2 separate regions of the Mus musculus genome follow, and region 2 is linked to region 1. Evidence: chromatin contacts called from public promoter capture Hi-C data. All regions are on one chromosome and are shown on one strand. The core of a region is the stretch at or near the end of the contact, and the rest is flanking DNA. Distances in the headings are between cores, read along the strand shown.

The links. Promoter capture Hi-C pulls out the DNA fragments that hold promoters and counts their contacts.
Region 2: a contact with region 1 is called in a promoter capture Hi-C map of liver, with 2.6 times the contacts expected there. The contact joins the promoter of Rab11fip1 here to the enhancer-like site in region 1. A contact is called at or near these places in 6 of 39 promoter capture datasets (the 3T3-L1 cell line, cranial neural crest, hippocampal neurons and 2 more) and 2 of 484 Hi-C or Micro-C datasets (myocytes and rod photoreceptor).

The regions. Positions count from the first base shown.
Region 1 is chr8:26,346,811-26,353,764 of GRCm38.p6, reverse strand. No RefSeq gene overlaps it. Among named protein-coding and RNA genes, the nearest start is that of Gm31843, 31 kb to the left of the region's middle. Within about 2 kb of position 3,459, at least 16 of the 459 cell types and tissues checked have an H3K27ac peak or open chromatin away from gene starts, as enhancers often do. A contact at or near this core is called in liver, where this site is marked.
Region 2 is chr8:27,170,068-27,177,021 of GRCm38.p6, reverse strand. It overlaps Rab11fip1 (RAB11 family interacting protein 1 (class I)), which reads left to right and starts at 2,376. Exons shown (of 6, transcript NM_001080813.2): 1 at 2,376-2,813. The coding sequence starts at 2,437.

The sequences.
Region 1 (6,954 bases), core at 2,210-4,709:
TGTCCAGCTCCCTGGACTCCCCCCTTCTTGGAAATGAGATAGCTTTCTTTTTCTGGACTGTTGTTGTCTGGGAAAACTGTGGCCCAGTTTCATCTTGGAAGGCGTCTGGGTGGGAATTAAAGGCTTTGTGATTGCTTCATTCCAGTAGAGGCCTTGGGTAGAGAAGCCTAAACAAACAAACAAAAAGAAAGAAAACATGCCATTTCAGCAAGGAGAGAGAACGCAGCAGGCAAGTGTGTTTGAGAGATATGTCAAATATGTTTATGGCAACTTCCTTACAGCATTTTATTATAATTTACTCAAGGAGAGAAAAGACATCCTTTATCAATGCACTTAGTAAATGCTGGTTATTGTTGCTCAAGGGGCTTCTAAGTTAAGAATGATGCAGACCAGACCCTCATAGCTCCTCCTCTATTCATCCCCACCCCATAGGAGTTTCAGATGAGAACAATACCCAGTTAAATAACTAAGATAATTTTCTGGTAAGAAGCGTTACTTGAGGGCAGCCCTTGTCTCAGATATTTTTTCCTTCCTTATCATCATAAAAAAAAATTGGTTTTATATTGTGTTTTACAACCAACAAAGACCATTTCGCATCTGTCTGTCACACTCCCTACAAAAACCTGGTTGGAGCCACCAAAAATAGCACCATGGCTTTACAGATGGAACAGTGGACAAAACTACGAAGGGACATCTATAAAGCCACCTTTCAAGTAAATCATCGAGCTTGAACTTAGCCAGGTCTTCCTCCTCAAAGTGTAGTGTGATTTCCTCCTCCGTCATCCCCCTTCTTCATAGCAGAGCAATATAAAACCAGCTGGCTCCACTGAGAGGGGCCAGGGGTGGGGAGGGACAGACACTGCAGGCAGGGCTGATCTGGAGCAGCCTTCGGCCAAGAGTGAGTTTTCTACAAGAGCGGAAAAGTTTCTTAAGTGGCCTTTGGCTTCGAAGAGGCTCTGCTTCATCTCTCTTTGACATGGTCCCTGGGAAGAGGGGAGCTGGGGTGGAAAGGATGGGGAATGTAGGGAAGGCTGTCATTTCCATGTTGTCTGTTATCCATCCACACAACCCCTGGGGACCTATTTTCAGACTTGTCTGCTTGCCCAGAAAGGGGCAGGGCCCAAGTTTCACAGAAATTAGAAGCACACAGGTCCTCGGCGACAGAAACAATGATGAAGAGATGCACGCTGATTCAAACCAGTGCCTCCGACACTCGGGGGCAAGAAGAGCCCAGGCTTTTATTATTTTTATTTTCCGCTTAAAAGCAAAGACACCACCCCCCGCCCTAATTGGAATCAGAGCTTCAGAGAATGTTAGAATTGCAGTGAATTTCAGACATGACGATCCAGATGCTTCATTTCATAAAGGGCCGAAAGGCGGAAGAGCTTGGCTAAAGCTGTAGAGCAATCTAGTTGAGTCCCGGAGCAGGGCGGAGCCACATCCCTCTGGCTCCTGACACAGCGCTCTCCCTGCCCCCTTCAGAAGGTTTTCTGAGTGGGCGACAGCCCGGGTGGAGGAGAGGTTGCGCTGCTTGGAGCTTGTGACTCTCTCATCCATGCTGGCAAACACCTTCTTGAAGTGTCTGGCAGCCTGCTCCGGTGTTCACTGCGGAGTGAAGGCAGTAAATCAGGGCTTGCCCAGGGACAGCAGCCTCAGCAATGGCGTGTGCATCTGAGCACTGCAAGACTCCCGGGAAGGAGAGCTCTCTCCCTCTGCAACTATATCATACCTTTTACAAAAAGTCACTTTGAGGTCACTGGGTTTTTTTTGTCCAGTATTTCAATACATTAAATGCAATTACTTCATTGTTGATTTACCTGTCATTACAGGCATGTGTTTGAACATGATTTATTGAGTGAGTTTTGTGCCAGTTGACTTGCGATAGATTGCACAATATTCAAAGGGGCTCATTTGCTTGGCGTTACATTAGAGGCACGATGATTGCAACACAAAGCAATGTAAATGAATTCTGAGAGGCTCCATCATTCATGTTGTCATGTACTGAATCCTATTATTATTTATTACCATAATTGTACTGTGTTTCCTGGGGCGATAAATTAGGAATGATGGGCCCCGCTGACAGTCAAGGGCTGGACTCGCTCTATATAATTTAATAGGGATACTGTAGGGTCTGTGTGTTTGGAGGAGATTTGGGTAATGGTTAAAAAAAGAAAAAAAAAAAGAAATGATTTTTTTTTTTTTACAAAAAGTATAAAAGCTTTCCAAGTTTATTTTTCCCCCTTCCTCTTTCTTTAATGCCTTGGCTACGTTTAAAGTCCCAATAAAAGCTAAAGTAAAAGAAACGTTCTGTCTTCTAGCATGAGATGTTTAAAACTCACTACCTCCAGACACAGTCCAATCCCCGTGGGGTTCTGACAGGTGGTATTAACCCTTGCACCAACAGGGCATCCTGGGGCATGAAGAATCTAGAATTGCCAGGACTTCAATGGCCAGGATGAGGGAGATCACATTAACCTTGCACAAAATTGACTCTAACAGAGCTCCGGGCACTTCATCTTATCTGGTAGGGTGGTGTTTCTGTAGAAGTCAAACCATGCTGGTCAGAACATCAGAGTTGGTACAAAATTGCTGAAGAGGATGGAAGAGGGTTGGGGGAGCCTTGGGAGAGCCTTAGCAGAGCGTGTCACGAAAAACGAGCAGTAGGGGAGACCTGAGAGGACACCCACCTCAAGCCTGTTGAACCTTTGGTGAGGAAACTGCCAAATAGAGAGGATAGACAGCCAACAGACAAACAGCTGCTAGAAATGCCCTGTCTTGCCCAGTTACAGTTTAGATACAAAATGCCCCCCCCCCCGGGGAGCACATCTGATGGACACTTGACCCCTAGCAACTGGTGGTATTTTGAGATGTTCTAGACACTTTAGGAAATGAGCCCTAGCTACAGGAAGTAGGTCATGGGGTCAGATCCTTAGGGCTTCCACCCAGTCCCTTCCTGTGACGAAGAGGTCCCTCTGCTGCATTCTCCTACCACTGCGATATTCCGCCAAAGCACATAAGACCACATAACTGTGAGCCAGAAAGCTCCCCCTTCTTCCCCTCTGGTGAGTTGTTCTCATGGGTTTTTTGGTCACAGCTACATAAAAGCAACTTAACTACCCCTGAGGATGTTAATACTACATTCTACTGGCCTTCTGGGTCAACCAATGTTCGGGGAGTTCTGAGAAATATTACATGATAAACCCAGATATTACCACAGGGAGCAGGGAAGGAAAAAGCCAAAACTGTCTTAACGGTCAGCATGGATCCACCTAGAAAGGTCTATGACTATCAAGAGGCGAGGGGGTAAGCTGATGGTCAGATAGTATTAGTCGGGAAAGTCTTAAAATATCCATATAATGTACAACCGGACAATCAATTTTATTCAAGGAAATAATCAATCTGCCTTTGAACCCTGGGTCAGAGGTCAGGGGTTCATAATCCTACCGAAAGAGACTTTTGACAGTGCATACAAGAGCCTCTCATCACCCTGTATTCTTACCTGCTGCCATCTTCTCAGGGGCTCAGGAGTATAGAGGTAGAAGTAAGGGGGATGTAAGGAACTGGGATGAAATTGAAAGCAGGGGGTTACAGTTATATATGTAATTTCCTCAGTGGAGACAGCATCGAAGCCATTTTGCTGATTGCTCAAGAGCTTAACAGAAAGAGTCCACCCTGCTTGTCTGAGTTCAGCTGGCTTCTACGTAGCGCTGAATGGCTTTGTTCAGATTGATTCTGGCAGTGCCAAAAAAAAAAATCAATACATTGCTGCCTACTAGGGCTGACTTGGCTGTTTAAACAGGAGAACTTAGACCAGTTTAGAAAAACCAGATCAGATCCTCTGGGTGTGACCCCCTTTTCTCCTGTGTAGCTGCTGGAATGATAAAAAAAAAAAAAATTCCACCCCAAATACATTTCATGGAAGCCTCCTATGGCCCTGGCCTGTAATAATGGACTACACCCATTAAGCTGCTTGTTAGGCCCCTGGTAATTTCTCCATATTTGGCCAACAACCCAAGCGGTAGCCTGTGCTTTTCATGGCCTGTGAGGGGCTGTAGTCTTGGTGTTTCAGTGTCCCATCGCAGGTGACAGTCTTCTGCATTATGACCTTAAAGAGCCCTCCAAAGGGCCCTGCAGCTAGCCTTACCAGGCACCATAGAAGTGGCAGTCACTAAAAAAGGAAAAAAAAAAAAAAAGCCTGCCTCACCTCCCAACACAGGGTGCTAGGTTTGTAGGTGAACCCCGTATACAGTAGGCTTCGCCTTTTCCTTCGGGCTGCCCAGGGTCTCTGAGATGCCTCCGGCAAAAGGGAAGTGCCACACGGTTCCACCATCTGTTGATCTCTGGGTCCAAGCCCTTCATGGAGAGAGGTGGGTGAAACTGAGTGAGCCGTTAGCAGAAGGTTTTAAATTTGGAATTTAGCCTCTAATCCGTGCTCTTCTAAAGACCTTGGCTTGCAGCCTAAGTGGATGCTGTCTCCCTCCATCCAATATTTGCTCTTGCTGCTATCCTAATTTCTGTAGAAATTAACCAAGTGCTTTCGTCTATTTATATCGCAATTGCGGCCAGATTGGTCCATTAGAGTACAATCACCACCAAAACTGGCCCTCTGCATTGTTAGGGTAAAAGCCCTGATTTATAAAATAATAATGGGAATTGCAATCCTGACAGTAAGTAACACAGGAAAATACTGTGCCCGATTCTGAGATTATGCGCAAGGAATAGATTCAGGCTAATAGAATTAAGTCCAGGAGGCCTGGGGCAAGGTCGGGACACTCAGAAATTACTTGCTTTGTCTTTGAGCCACTGGACAATTTACCAGCCCAAGATTCACCAAGGTACAAAAGATGATGATAAAAGACATACTGATTTGGGGTACCGATCCCTAAGACAATTATGGAAGCTTGGAAAATACTGGCTGATACCCACATGCATTAGCCAGTGGTCTGAGCCCATCATGGTAAGAGTTATTTATGTATCAGTCTAGGGCAGCAACTTTCAACCCCTTTGGCAAGCCTGTCTTTCTAAATATTTACATTATAACTCATGATGGTAGCAAAGTCATAGTTACAAAGTAGCAAAGACAATCATTTTACGGTTAGGGGTCACCACAACCTGAGGAACTGTGTTCGAGGGCTGCAGGACTAAAAAGGTTGAGAACCACTGATTTAGGGTCAATATACTCCAAACTGAACCCTTAAATATCTCCCTGCATCTTTGGGATGCTCCGTGACAGTGAAATGGGCAAATAGTTCGAATGTAAATATCTGTTGTGTTTAGAAACATTCTAGTATAACTTGGATATCCCCAGAACCCACATGAAGGCAAGAAAGAACCTCCTCCCAGTGGATGCCCTGCCTCTCCCTCCTCAGGGCTGGGGTCAATGGTGTGTACCTCCACTCCCAGCTTAGACATCTTCTTACCTCACCTTAATCTTTTCCCTGCTCACTGCAGGAGCCTTACGTAAATGTACACACTCAGGTACATTGAGAGGAGAGAGGAGAGACCGCCTAGTGATTGTACACACTTCTGGTATAGAGCAAGAGAGTGGCCCAAAGACCCCCAGGTGACCCCAAATCTGTGGGCATTCTCTGGGATGCATGGATATAAAGGCTGCCTGGGTTCCTGACCCACCTTGAAAGCAGCTCCCTTCCTCTGTGGTCCTGAGGGAGGTCATACCTAAGGTTCATTGCCGGGTTTACTCTGAAAGGCCCCTGCAGCTAGCCTTACCAGACACTCAGAAAAGCCCTTCACGAAGCCAGACAGGACCCTGCCCTTCCACCCTCCGCCACGAAAGGAAGAACTTTTTATACAGTGAGTCTTTGGAATTCCCTTTGCTGCTGCTGGCTTTAGTGGTAGCAATGAGGGGTCAGAATGTCCTGGCCAGGGGAAGAGAGGGACTGGTTGATAGAGTAGCCTTGTGGAGGACTGAGGACTCTGCAGGAGACTTCCTACTGGAAGAAACTTGTGACTAGACTTCACGCCCCATGGTAGAATGATTGGGCTGAGAGAGTGAGCAAGCTCAAGCTGGCCAAGTCAAAGCCAGTCTAAAATCCCTACTATGGCCGGGCAGTGGTGGCGCACGCCTTTAGTCCCAGCACTTGGCAGGCAAAGGCAAGCGGATTTCTGAGTTCGAGGCCAGCCTGGTCTATAGAGTGAGTTCCGGGACAGCCAGGGCTACACAGAAAAACACTTGTTTCAAAAAAAAGAAAAAAAAAATTCCCTACTGTGCCACTCACCAGCTCTGTGAGGTGAAGCAAGCCAGGAATCTCTTGTCCAGGATGGTGATGAGTGGAGAGCCTCCACCACACATCTCTGTGGCTGTCAGCTCCTTCAGGAGTTCTGGAGGCTCGGGTAGCTGACCTTGGCCATGAGGTTCATGGCTCTGGGAAGAGGGTAAGACAAGTGGACTTAGTCCTCTGGGGAGGGGGGGTGTCAGTGGAAGAACTGAGGAGTTCCGAAGTTCCAGAGTACCTCCATCCTACAGATTAGTTCCTAACCACCTTCCTGATGCTGCAGCCCTTAATATAGTTCCTCGTGGTGTAGGGACCCCCAGACCATAGAATTTTTCCCTTGGTACTTCATAAGTGTAATTTTACTACTGTTGTGAGTCGTTATGTTAATATCTAGTATGCAACCCCTGGGAAAGGGTCATTTGACACTCCCTGCCACCAAGAGTTCAAGGCGCACAGGTTAAGAACTGCTGTCATAGACCATTTCAGGATGATCAAAGAGTGGCCCAAAGCTATTAGGTTCTATATATGATCATTGTCATTTCAGCAGATTTATTTTGCTTACTTTTAGACCATTTGACTTTGTGGCTGCCATTTAATGTCATGTGGCTAGTAGCCACTGTCTTGTATAGTATGGCTCCTTAATATGTTAATCCTCAGGAATGCTCTAGAAGGTTGGAGTGACCTTTTTCTCTATCACACACTGTAAATCAAGTCTATCCTG
Region 2 (6,954 bases), core at 1,127-3,626, 820 kb before region 1:
CCAAAAAAAAAAGAGGAAACAGCCATCTTGTAGGTCCATATCTGGCTGGAAAACACCTTGTTCCTTCTTTATTGACATGTCTGATATCCTCCCCCCGCCCCGCCCCCATCAGTCACCACCCCCATCACTGCTAAGCCCAGCCCCAGGCATCTCAGCGAACCCCAACTGAGAGTCAAAAATATAAAATAAAAAAAGGCCCTGGTGTGTGCTGGTGATGAAGTGGCACTGCCCTCTTCCACCCTGCCATCTCTCTTAGCCAGAGTCTCTGCCTGACAGAAACCCAAACACATGAGGTCACGCACGCTCGTGGTTCTTTCTCGCCCCACCTCCCTCCCTTTATCCCTTCCACGAGAGAAGAGATGCTACCTCTTGCTCATCCAGCTTGGGGTCAATCCTTGCTTGCTTCTCGTGGAAGCAGCACAGAAAATGTGAGTCTGGGCAACATGACCCATGTCTGTAATCCCAGCCCCCAGAGGACAGAGACAGGACAAAGAGACCTTTGAGATCAGCTTGTTCTCTCTCTGTGTGTGTACAAATAGTAAAAATAAATATTTATAAATTTTCAAATTTTATGTATATGGGTGTTTTGCTTGCAGAGGCTAGAAGAGGCTGTCAGATCCTCTGGAGCTATAGTTATGAGCCACCATGTGTGTGCTGGGAATAGAACCTGGGTCATCTGGAAGAGCAACAAGTGCTCTTAACTGCTAAGCTATCTCTCCAACCCCTGTATATATATATATATATAAGTGAGTGTGGAGGGAATCAGAGCTGTAAACTTCCAAAGCCAATTTGGACCCCAGATGTAGAGTTCATCTAGTAGGGCCCATTGGACAAGCAGGACAGCCAGCTGAGTATAGACAGCAAGGATGGGTAAAGTGAAGGCAGATGGGACAGAGAGCAGACAGTCCCCAGGGGGAAATGAAGGCAAATGGCTGTCACTGGCATGCTCTTCACAGGCACCACCACCTCCCAACTGGGCTCAGTTTAAGGATGCCACTGCTCATAGCCTTCCAGTGAGCTTTCTAGCTCGCCAGGTCTAACACTGATGTATAACTCCAAATCCTGGTGTTCATAATCTGTATGACCCAGCCACCTTGGCAGTCCTATTTTCTCCCCCCCCCCCCCCCCCCGCAAGACTGAGAAGCAGGGAGTTAAACAAGTCACCTGTCTTTCAGGCAGCTATGTCAAGTGGAAATCTGTGACAAGCAGTGAGGTAGATAAGGGACAGCTGGGGCCCCAGGGAGAGAAACTCTCTAGGCTGCAGGTTTGTTTACCCAGAAGTCAAGGAAAACAAAGGGGTGGGACCCAAAAAAGGAATGCCTTCAAGAGTCTAAGTGAGAAGTACCGCAGCTGGCGGTAATTCAACACTGCAGGGGTTCCAGAAGTCGGGAAAGCAGTAGGCTGGTCGACCAGAGGGAGCTCAGTGGAGAGGGAGGGGTGTGTGTGTGTGTCTGGAAACCTTTAAAGTGTTGTAGCGCGGGAGGTGTCCTCAGTTCTAGCATGGGAGCCAGGGCACCAGGGCTCTATCCCCAGCTTTAATGTAAGAACTCGGACGTGTCACATCTTTCCTGAACCTTAAGGCTTTCAAAGTTACATTTCCACTCTGAATAACTCACCATCGGAGATTTCAGCCTTTGAAGGATGACCCGAAACACTCAGGGAAGTCACCAATCTGCTAGACACTGACTGGGAACAAGAAAACCGAGTGGGAGGCCAGAGATGGAGCCCAGAGAGGACGCAAGAGGCTTACGTAGGAAGAAATGGGGAACCGAGGGGTTCGGTTTGGCAACCCCGTTTCCAGTTCCCCCTTCTTGCTCTTCCTAACCTAGCCTCACCCTATGTGGTAAGGGCAGAGTAGCACAGGCTAGTCCCTCACCTACCCTCCGCTTCCCCGACACAGTCTCTCACAACATCCCTGGCTCCCCGCCTTCCTCCAGAGCAGTACCCAGGGGACCAGAGCAGGAGAAGCATCCCTGGAGTGGTGTGGTATAACCCAAGCATAGCTACCACTTTCGGAGCCCTTCCCATAGGCATGCAACTATGCTATAAACTTAAATGTATTACTTTCTTTACAGCAATCCAAGGGGTGACTGTCGCCTCGTTTTACGCAAGAAGAAACTGAGGCAAAGTCTCACATCTGCTGCTAGGCGGATCAGGCTTGCTCCTGTTCCCTCATACGGACTCAGACAACTGGGGACCACTTAGTGCATCATTACTTCTCTGATCCAAAACTCTTCAGGCTGCGCCAGCCCACGTGACCTTTAGGTCCCCGCCTTCTCCGCGAGGCCCGCCCCCAGGGCAGGTGGCGCGCGGGCGCAGGGGGCGTGGTGGGGGCGTGGCCGGAAGCATTAAAGCGGCTCGGGAGCCCGGTGGGCGGTCCAGACCGAGGACAGCGGCTACCTTCTGGCTTCCTAGCCTGGTGCCGCGTCTGCCACCATGTCCCTGGCGGCCTCAGCGGGCCGGGGCCCGGGGACCATGTGGTCCCCTACCCACGTGCAGGTGACGGTGCTACAGGCGCGGGGCTTGCGGGCCAAGGGACCCGGGGGCACGAGCGACGCGTACGCGGTGATCCAGGTGGGCAAGGAGAAGTACGCCACGTCGGTGTCGGAGCGCAGCCTGGGCGCGCCCGTGTGGCGCGAGGAAGCCACCTTCGAGCTGCCTCCGCTGCTGTCCTCCGGGGCCGCGCCGGCCGCCGCCGCCACCCTGCAGCTCACCGTCCTGCACCGCGCGTTGCTCGGTCTCGATAAGTTCCTGGGCCGCGCCGAGGTGGACCTGCGGGAGCTGCACCGGGACCAGGGCCGCAGGAAGAAGCAGTGAGTGGCTGCAGGGCGCGGGGAGTCCAGGGGAGGAAGGACGCTCGGGCAGTGCACCTTGGGGGCGAGAGTGGCAGCTACCGCGCTATGGGAGGATGGCCCTTGGCTCCCCCTCGCCCGCAGGCTCACCTAACCCAGCTTCTCTTCGGGCTGTCAGTTTCCAGCTTTCCCAGTTATGGGGGCTTTTGGAAGATAGGAGAACCTTTGAATCCTCAGGGCGCCCTTAGACCGCACAGCACACTAAGCACTAGATGAAGTTTTGGTGAACTGAAATAATATGCAGGTAGGAGAATTCCTATTAGGTGGGGTATCCGCTTTATCTTGCATGGACGCTCCCCTGAGTATTTTGTTGAACTTGAGAGGCTTTGAGCTGAGAACCCTTGGGCCAGGGAGGGTAGCTATTTGGAGTGAAAGCCTAGGGCCCCCAGAGCTGGACGATCCTGGGAGGACAAGAGTGGGGGAAAAAAACCACCAGCCTGGTGATTGCTGATTCTCATGCCCATCTGATTCGACCCCTCGGAATGAACGCTAGAACAGTTTGTTGTTTGTCTGGGATCTGAATTAGTGGTCGATGATTGTTCCAAGATCTGTTACTGACTCAGTAGAAGTGAGTAGAATAGGTTGTTGCTCTTTGGAGTTTGGTAAATTCTGTCTGGTTCTAATTCCTGGTACCGTGGCTACTCACTAGCCTACCTGTGGCCCCTTAATTGAAGGTTCTGACAGGACATCCTAATTTTGCAGAAAAAGTTAGGCAAACTCCAGTTCACGTTAAAGTCTTTTGTTTGTTTGTTTGTTTGTTTGTTTGTTTGTTTCGAGACAGGGTTTCCCTGTGTAGCCCTGGCTGTCCTGGAACTCCCTCTGTAGACCAGGCTGACCTTGAACTCAGAAATCCGCCTGCCTCTGCCTCCTGAGTGCTGGGATTAAAGGCGTGTGCCACCACGCCCGGCCACTTGAAAGTCTTCAGATTATTTTACTTTATTTTATTTTGTTCACTGGTGTTTGCAAAGGGCACTTTAACCAATGGAACCTTTGATTACGGTTATCTCGTGTACCAAAGAGCTTGGATTAGCCTAACTGGGTACTTTGCTTGACCTTATAGATGCCAGCTCTGTTAACAACCAAACCCCCCTGGGCCGAAAAACATATCCTTATGTTCCTTCCTGGTACTTCAGGTACACTGGGCCTTTTAACTTTGTCTTGGGATGGGGCAGGATTCAGAGGAGCTGAATTTTCCAGGCTAGGGTAGGATCTGTTTCAGCAAGCAATGTTTAGAATTGAAATACCTGATGTCGTTTTTGTGGCCACCGATGAATAGGCATTTCTGAACACAGCGTCTTACAAGCCAGACTGTATCTGCGGAAGGGAAGCCGAAGTTAACTTTATTTCCTCTCTGGATTCAATGCCATTTGCAGGGCTTGACTGCCAGCTCTTCATCTCGCCCCATTCCAAGATGGATGTTCACGTCTCTTGTTTAACTGTTTCTTATATGACTATTTCATTCCCCTTGCAAGATAGATTGCATCTCCATGCTGGAGATGGGGGTTTCCCAGTCCTAGGTCTGACGTCCACTAGCCCCTGACTCATAGCTGGGCTCCTCTGGCTCCAAACACCCCAGTTTCCCTATTTATAAATGGAGCATGCTGCTACCCTTAATTGGTGTTTGTAAAGAGTTGCTGCTTCCTGGATTAATGAAGCCAGGGGAAAGGTTCAAAAGGTCCTGCGCTGCTGTGTGAGGGATGAAAACCTCCTTAAGCTCTCTTTCTTCTCTGTATCCCTCTTCCTCATTTTCTCTAAGGTAACCCTACACCTACATGGCCACTCCTGTTTCTGTCACATGAGCTGCTTACCACTCAGTCACAATATTGACTGGCAGTAAGACTGTGTAAGTCTTACAGTATTGACTAAGTACAGTATTGACTAAGTAAGACTGGGCTTACCGGGTGGGTTTTTATAACTGACATCAGATGTCTTTGCTTTGCAAAAAGTAGGTGAAATCTCAAAGTTTCCGACGACTAGGAAGCTAGGGGCTTTCCCAGCTGCTGGGGGAACCCATTCAAACCAAGCCTATTGGATGCCCTTGTGTAACTCCAAGGTGCCCCGGGTAGCTGAGGTGAAGAACACAGGAGAGCTATTAAGTTTTAGCAGAAAGAAACAGGTTTGGCTAGAAAGTCGATTTGAATTAGTTATTAATGGTTTGATTCCACCTTAACGTGTTAGAAATCAGAAACAAAAGCTAAAATCTTGGTCTGCTGTGTTTTTGTGTGTGTCTGACACAACAGTTGCTGGACAGAGGGTGATTTTTCTTAGAGTTTCAGACACTTAAATTTGAGGTCCATTATCACATTAAGAGCCAGCTTCTTAATTGTTCTCTTGATAAGCCCTATATAGCAAGATTTATTTGCAGACAAGGGAACATGCTTTTTATCATGACTCTGAAGTTGCTGACCTCAAATTTAGTGTAATGACACACTTTGAAAGCACCAAGCAGCCTAATATATAGGACAGCCTGCTATATGGGCAGGATCCATTTAATAGCATGGAAGATGTGGCCTTCAGTTAGGAAAAATTAGACAGGAATGAATATTACTCTTTTTTTTATCTGTTAAAGACCTGAGGCTTGCGTGGGTGTTGGTTAAATAGTAGTCAGTTAGTACTGAGACAATAGACGATGGCAGACATGAATCAGAAGTATCTCAGGTAAGCAACATGCGGGACCCTCAGCCCAGCTTTCTAGTCTCATGTAGCAGATTGGTTTCAAACAAAACCAGACAACCCTTCTTAAGATGCTAAGAGTTACAAAACTTGGGAAATACTCTCTTAGAGGTAGTTTAAAATGTTTATTCAGCCTCTGAGCTGGGTGGGTGGGGGTCATTATGCAGGTAAGCGTCATAAAACTTATAACTGCAGTAAGCTTCAGGATTTTAAGACAGGGAAGCAGTTGTGGAGGGTCCATTTCTTCTATCTGCTGAGACGCAAATGCCTGCTTCTGCAAGCATTGGGACATTGCAGAGGTTAGATATTTTGAAAACCTTTAAAAAGTAGTAAGATGCTGAAATAAGTTACCAGTGGAAAAAGATTGGGTTATTAAAAATAAGCGCTGAGCCAGACGTAGTGGTGCACGCCTTTAATCCCAGCACTCGGGAGGCAGAGGCAGGTGGATTTCTGAGTTCGAGGCCAGCCTGGTCTACAGAGTGAGTTCCAGGACAGCCAGGGCTACACAGAGAAACCATGTCTCAAAAAACCAAAAAAAAAAAAAAAAAAAGAAAAAAAAAGCATTGAGTACTTGTTTTCCTGAGAGGCATAGAAAAAAAAATGGCTTATCTGACCAAAGAGGTCGTTAAGTCACAAGCAAGCAGCTGGAGATGGCTTTAGGCTCCTTGTGCACATTCAGATTGTTTTATAGCAGCGTGGGAAATTCAAGCAATACTGTTACTAGTTTCCTCTTTCTCTCTCTCTCTCTCTCTCTCTCTCTTTCTTTCTTTCTTTCTTTGTTTTTTTCTTTTTTTTTCTTTCTTGTAATTTCCCTTAAAGATAATGTTGGGCCTTCCTAGAAATGTTCATCTCAGCAGGCAGGACTACCCTAGTGTAGAAAGTTGAGCTCCTGGCTCTGGTAGATCCTGTGATAAGCAACCGTCCCTTCTGTTGGCTGTGGGATGAAATGAACACAGAAAAGAGCCCGTCAAAGTTGTCGCCAGGTGGTTTCGCTGGTTAGACATTCAGTTAGCGGAGAAGTTCCGGCTTTGCCCCCTTCTCATCTCTAAAGTATATCCAGTCTTTTAATAAATCCTTTTTTGCCTTCTGGTATTAGGAATTGAAATGGAGGCCTGATGTGTGCCAAGTGATTTCTCTGAATCCCTGAACTCTATTCTCAACCCTCCAAAATACTTTTGCGTGAGTGTGCGTGCATATGTGCGGGTACGGGAAGACACCAGAGGTTGGCATCAGGTGATTTCCTCAAGACGGCTCTCTGCCTCGTAAGGTGTTAGGCAAGGTCTCTTTCACTCGAGCCGAGAGTGTCTAGCTAGCCAGCTTGTTCTGGGGATCCCCTGGGCCTGTAGCAGATTGCTGGTGGGCCACCACAGCGGCCTGACATTGGCATGGCTGCTGGGGGCCAGAACTTCGATCCTCAGGATTGGGGGGC